Linked DNA regions of Sus scrofa: region 1 is linked to region 2. Evidence: chromatin contacts called from public Hi-C data. All regions are on one chromosome and are shown on one strand. Each heading gives the region's core, a stretch centred on a gene start, on an enhancer-like site or on the middle of the called end of the contact. The rest is flanking DNA. Distances are from core to core; before and after follow the strand shown. Region 1 overlaps GABPB2 (GA-binding protein subunit beta-2). Region 2 holds the start of SEMA6C (semaphorin-6C).

Evidence for each region. A called contact is a pair of places that touch in the nucleus more often than the background predicts.
Region 1: a Hi-C map of alveolar macrophages shows a contact between it and region 2, with 1.6 times the contacts expected there. The contact joins the enhancer-like site here to the promoter of SEMA6C in region 2. A contact is called at or near these places in 1 of 5 promoter capture datasets (liver), 25 of 47 Hi-C or Micro-C datasets (adipose tissue, alveolar macrophages, brain and 15 more) and 2 of 2 datasets of contacts at active chromatin or transcription factors (alveolar macrophages and skeletal muscle).

The regions. Positions count from the first base shown.
Region 1 is chr4:98,142,825-98,145,961 of Sscrofa11.1, reverse strand. The region is part of intron 5 of GABPB2 (GA-binding protein subunit beta-2); the gene reads left to right. Among named protein-coding and RNA genes, the nearest start is that of GABPB2, 20 kb to the left of the region's middle. Within about 2 kb of position 1,606, at least 2 of the 83 cell types and tissues checked have an H3K27ac peak or open chromatin away from gene starts, as enhancers often do. A contact at or near this core is called in alveolar macrophages, where this site is marked.
Region 2 is chr4:98,105,766-98,108,696 of Sscrofa11.1, reverse strand. It overlaps SEMA6C (semaphorin-6C), which reads right to left and starts at 1,381. Exons shown (of 20, transcript XM_021089883.1): 1 at 1,101-1,381.

The DNA of each region.
Region 1 (3,137 bases), core at 357-2,856, 37 kb before region 2:
GTTTTTTATATATATTTTTTTAATGTTTTTAGGGCCACACTGATGCCATGTAGAAGTTCCCAGGCTAGGGGTTGAATTGGAACTACAGCTGATGGCCTATGCCACAGCCACAGCAATGCCAGATCTGAGCCGCGCCTGCAAACTACACCACAGCTCACGGCAACGCCGGATCCTTAACCCACTGAGCAAGGCCAGGGATCGAACCTGCAACCTCATGGTTCCTAGTCAGATTTGTTTCTGCTGCACCATGATGGGAGCTCCTTGATGAATATTTTTGATACCAAAATCCAGATTACAAAGTTTGCTTTCAGTTTCCCATTTGTGACTAAAGATATTCCTCATCATCAGTGTCACTATCAAACTGCAATGATTTTGGAAGGCACGCTAATTTAAACATGAATCAGGGCAAAACAACGTTATGAAGATAAATTTCCTCTTTCTGCAGAATCCTAAGATGTACGCTAAAGTCAAATATAAATTGTTTTGTGTTGGAGTTCCCGTCGTGGCTCAGTGGAAACAAATCTGACTAGGAACCATGAGGTTGTGGATTTGATCCCTGGCCTCAGTGGGTTAAGGATCTGGCGTCGCCCTGAGCTGTGGTATAGGTCGAAGACGCAGCTTAGATCCTGTGTTGCTGTGGCTGTGACATAAGCCTATAGTGGTAGCTCCAGTTTGACCCCTAGGCTGGGAACCTCCATATGCTGTGAGTGCGCCCCTAAAAATAATAATAATAGTAAATAAATAAATTGTTTTGTGTTGATTCATAAATAGTAGAGGCTTTGCTATCCAATGAAATAGGTTCTCATCTGGGTTCTTATATTTACTAGCTATACGACCTTGGGCAAGTTACTCTATTTTTCTGGATTTAGTTTTCACTAACTTATTGAGGTTGCATAGCTGATCATAGCACACTCCCCTAAATCCTAGTCTAAAAATCTTATTTATATAACCCCCATTTTGAACAAGTAACAAGTTGTCACTAACAATGCCATTTCCCTTCCAAAAGCAACAGCAACCGTGCACATTTTAGTTTGTTAGATACAGGGTCTTATATTAAGGAGAATGAAGCAATTAACATTATTTTTTTAATTCCTCAATGAATTTTGTTACATTTTATAGTTGTATAATGATCATCACAACCAAATTTTATAGCATTTCCATCCCAAACCCTCAGTGCACCCCCCCACTCCCCAAGCAATTAACATTGAACAATAAAATACTTTTCCTAGAACTCCCTGGGATAAGTCTAAAGAGGTAATTTGCATTGTCTCTATTCAGTTTGAACTGCGTGTGTCAGAATACTACATCTAATATTTCACAAGTGTTCTTTCTTAATTTTACTGTTGAGGGGAAGTTGGGTGAGTCATTTATGTTTGACTCAAAGGGAAAGTACACTTCGGTTGGAATCATGCTTAAAAGCAGATAATGCCTTTCTAATGAAGCAGTTCTACCCAGGTATTCTTCTTTAGCTTGGTGGCCTACCTGATGTTTGTCTTACTTGAACTTTAATTAATAGCCTTATTGTGGAGTTCCCTCGAAGGTGAAGTAGAAATGAATCTGACTAGGAACCATGAGGTTGCAGGTTTGATCCCTGGCCTTGCTCAGTGGGTTAAGGATCTGACGTTGCCGTGAGTTGTGTATGTTGCAGATGAGGCTCGGATCCTGAATTGCTGTGGCTGTGGTGTAGGCTAGCAGTTGTAGCTCCAATTGGACCCCTAGCCTTAGAACCTCCATATGCCTCAGGTGCGGCCCTAAAAAGCCAAAAAAAAAAAAAAAAAAGCCTTATTGTGTGTGTGTGGGGGGGTGTTTAACTGTGGTAAAATATTAACAGCGTTGTTTTATTTATTACTAGTGACATTGACATTGTCACATATATTCCAACCTCCATGAAGGATATATCTAAAAATTGCTTGTTCCTGGAGTTCCTGTCTTGGCAAAGTAGCAATTAATCTGGCTAGGAACCATGAGGTTGGGGGTTCAATCCCTGGCCTCGCTCAGTGGGTTAAGGATCTGGTGTTGCTGTGAGCTGTGGTGTTGATCACAGACACGGCTCGGATCTGGCGTTGCTGTGGCTGTGGTGTAGGTGTAGGCCAGCAGCTACAGCTCTGATTGGACCCCTTAGCCTGGGAACCTCCATATGTCATGGGTGCTGCCCTAAAAAGATAAAAAAAAATTAAAAACCCTAAAAATTGCTATTCCTTGTTTTTTGGGAGGTTTTTTTTTGTTTTTTTGTTTTTGTTTTTTTTTTGTTTTTGTCTTTTTGCTATTTCTTGGGCCGTTCCCGCGACATATGGAGGTTCCCAGGCTAGGGGTCGAATTGGAGCTATAGCTGCCAGCCTACACCAGAGCCACAGCAACATGGGATCCGAGCCGAGTCTGCAACCTACACCACAGCTCACGGCAATGCCGGATCCTTAACCCACTGAGCAAGGCCAGGGATCGAACCCACAACCTCATGGTTCCTAGTTGGATTTGTTAACCACTGAGCGACGACGGGAACTCTCCTTATTTATTTCATTTGTGTGTTCCTATGTCAGCATTTGGTAGGATAGTCTCAGTGATAAGAAAAACATGAAAATAGGAAAATGAGGGTATAAGCTGTAGTTTTGAATATTGCTCTTTTGTAGTCAATAGATACATACAGTCTCCTTTCTAGAGGTCAAGCACTATGTTCCACTCAGACTGTTTGGTTCCCTGAGTGTATATGTATATTTCTGCTGTGCCACAATGGGAGTTCCATGGTTCCCTGAGTATTTTATGAGAGAATTAGAATAAAATAGGGGCGTGCCAATCATGGCTCAGCTGTAATGAACCCAACTAGTGTCCATGAGGACACGGGTTCAATCTCTGGCCTCACACAGTGGGTTAAGGATCCGGCATTGCTGAGAGCTGTCATGTAAGTCACAGATGAGGATTGGATCTGGCATTGCTGTGACTGTGGCATAGGCTGCCAGCAGATGCAGCTCCAATTCGACCTCTAACCTGGGAACTTCCTGTGCCAAGGGTGCAGCCCTAAAAAGGGGGAAAAAAAAACCCAGTTTGTAGCTATAAAGGGTATCATACAGGTAATCCATCTTTTTAATGGAAAAATCTTTTGAAATTTAAATTTATAAACCAGTTAAATTAAGTAGATTAAT
Region 2 (2,931 bases), core at 132-2,631:
GCTGCGGACAATAGCAGGAAGCCCTCAGGCTGGTTGCACGCCCCAATCCACCTTCCTTTGGAGGGTTGAGGGGACGCACCAAGGAGCCTCGCTGAACAGGAGCTTTCCTTTCTCCAAGACAGTCCCCCCCACTCTTAGCTTTCAGCCCCAGGCTCCCTACCTACCCTTTCTCCCACCCAGCCCCCAACAAGGATAATCCAGGTGTCTTGAGCCTCGCCTGAGGTGGGCCTGAGGCCAGGGGCTCGACGTGTCTCCCCCTCACTGGATCTGGGGCTCCAAGAGGGGCGGGTAGCAGAGTCTGGGCCGGGACCGGGTCCCAGAGCCACGTTAGCGGGAGGAGGGGCTGGAGGGGCCTGCAGGCGCAGACCGAATGGAAGCGGGGGTTGGGGAACAGAGGCGGGTCTCCGAGGCCAGGGAAACAGGGCCAGAAGCTTGGAACCGATGAAGGCGGGCCTGGGGCCAGCGCTGAGCGGGGTCCTTGGGCTCGAGATGCAGTCGGCAGCTGGTCTCCTTCTTGGAAGACCTCGATCTAACAAAGCCCCAGGGCGAGTGAGGTGAAAGAAGGAGATAGGCACTAGGACTGATGTTTCTTGGGGACCTCATTCCCGACTCTGTGCTCAAGCCAATCCCCTGGGAGGTGCTCAGACTCCCGCTTGCACAGGGACAGAGGTGCAGCCGTAATACCAAAGTCTGGAACGATGCATCTCCCTTCCCATCCCTGTAAGGGCAACGAGAGGGTCCGGTTCTCCGCGGGTCTCGAAGCCTTAATTTCCCTGCTGGGGAGGCAAGGGACCAGGTTTTTCCACCCTCTGTGCAGTGCGCGCCTCAAACAATCCCTTTTCGCGCTCCCCAATCCGAGGGATGTGACTCGAAGAAGCCAGGTTGGAAGAGGCTCCCAGACCCTGTGTCCAACAGTACCGTGACGAGGTTCGGCCACGGCCCCTCTTCCCGCTGCACACCCCAACTCCGCTGACCCTCTCCGTTATCAGGCACATAGCACGATGGCACCCTCCCAGGTCCCTCTAGCACTTCGGAACCTTGCTCCCAGCCTTCGGCGCCCCGACCCTCCCCGCCTCCCAGCCCTGCTCTGGGGTACTTGCTCCGAGATCCGGGTCAGCGGAATAGAGATCGCGGCGGGCGGGCAGCGGCCGCGCACCGCGCCGAGTTCGCAATCCGTGGTTGGGGGCTTTAGCGAGATGTGATGAGCGTCCGAATTGGATGGAGCTCAGATCTGGGCTCCCGGGCGCTGTCAGGTCCAACGGGCTCCGGGTCTCAGTGGCAAACCCCACTCCTGCCGCGGCTCCGCGGAGGAAAACAATGCGACCGCCCGGAGCTCTGGGCCGGGCCCCAGCCGCCCCGCCCGCCTCCCGGCCGGACCCGCCTTCGGCCCGCCTCGGGGTCCCCACCACAAATCCAGCTCTCAGAGACCTGCTAGACACCGCCTTCTCGACACCTCTCCACCAATAGGCTTCGGAGGAGGAGGGGTGCCGAGAGCACCGCCCACCGAGAGGGCCTGGCGGGGAGGCTGAGCTGGAGACCAAAGCCAGACGCGAGATCCACGGACAGTCGCCCGAGACCAGGACAGAAGAGGGGTCACACACTTAGCGTGGAGAAGCCCTGGGGAAACATCTCACCAGGAGAGGAAGGGCCAGTAGCTGGGAGGAGAGACAGACAGGAAACCCGGGGGACCTGAGCTGGGCTGGGCTATCAGAGCTGGCGTGACCCTCTCTCCCTCCTTTCTCATCTCCTATGGCTCTGGCTACCTTGCTCCTGGGTGCACCTCCCCCCTATTCTGCCCCCAACCCTCTGTTCCTCCTCTCTATTCTTTTTACATCAACCCCTTTATTTCTTCCCATGTGCCTCCTCTGTTTCATTCTGACCAGGATAAGGGAGGCCTAGCATGCACTTGAGGGCCTGAGCGATGGGAAAGGAAAGGAAGATGTCACCAGGAAGTTTTCCTCATCCCCGTCTCCTCCCCTCCTATCCCTGCTGTCAAAGCAAGAGGGGCTTGGGCTAGTAGGCCAGGAACTAAGGAGCCTGGAAGGCAGGGTGGCCCGCAGTCAGGCTGTTGTTTGATCCAATAAGACAGGTGAGCGGGGCTGAAGCCAAAAGAGAGATGTGGAGATTGAGACAAACTGACTCAGAGAGTCACACAGAAAGAGGAGCAACATGGAGACCTGAGAGGGAAAGTAACCAGCTTCCCCAACCCCACATAGACTTTCTGCCCCACAGACATGGGTAGTGATGTCCCGTCATTCCTCAGAGGGCCCTGGGCAGCCCTCCTAACAGCAAAACTGCTCCTTCTCCATCCACACTCTCCATAAAGACCCTTTGATCCCAGGAATGTCAGTGGGGAGGAAGAATGAGGCTACTTCAGACAGCACTGCTTGGCTTCCACCTTGGTATTGCCTGCTAAGATTCTTCCCTGCGTGGGGACTGGGACAAAAGACGTGCTCAAAATTCCCAGGATAGTGGGTGGCATGGGAGACATTGCATTCTTGGATAGTTTTATCTGAGTGCCCCCCTGCCCACACACAAACATCCTGGTCCTCTGGACTAAAGGAAAGGATGGGCAGGGGTTTGCTACTTCTAGACAATCCTTTACTGGACTGAGATTGGGGTGGGTAGCATCACCGACTGGGCTAAGCCCCAAAGTAATAAGCAAGAGATAATAAACATATACACACACAGTCACAGAGGCAGAGGTGAAACAGACAAACAGCATCAGAAACAATGGAACAATACTTACACAAGGGTAACTGCTGGGGGTCTTGGGTCCAAGGTAACTCAGTGGCCAGTTGGGGCTGTTTTAAAAGCTGGAAAGAGCTCAGTGGTTAACGAACTGACTAGTATCCATGAGGACCCAGGTTCAATCCCTGGCCTTGCTCAGTGGGTTAAGGATCTGGTGTTGCCGTGAACTGTGGTGTAGGT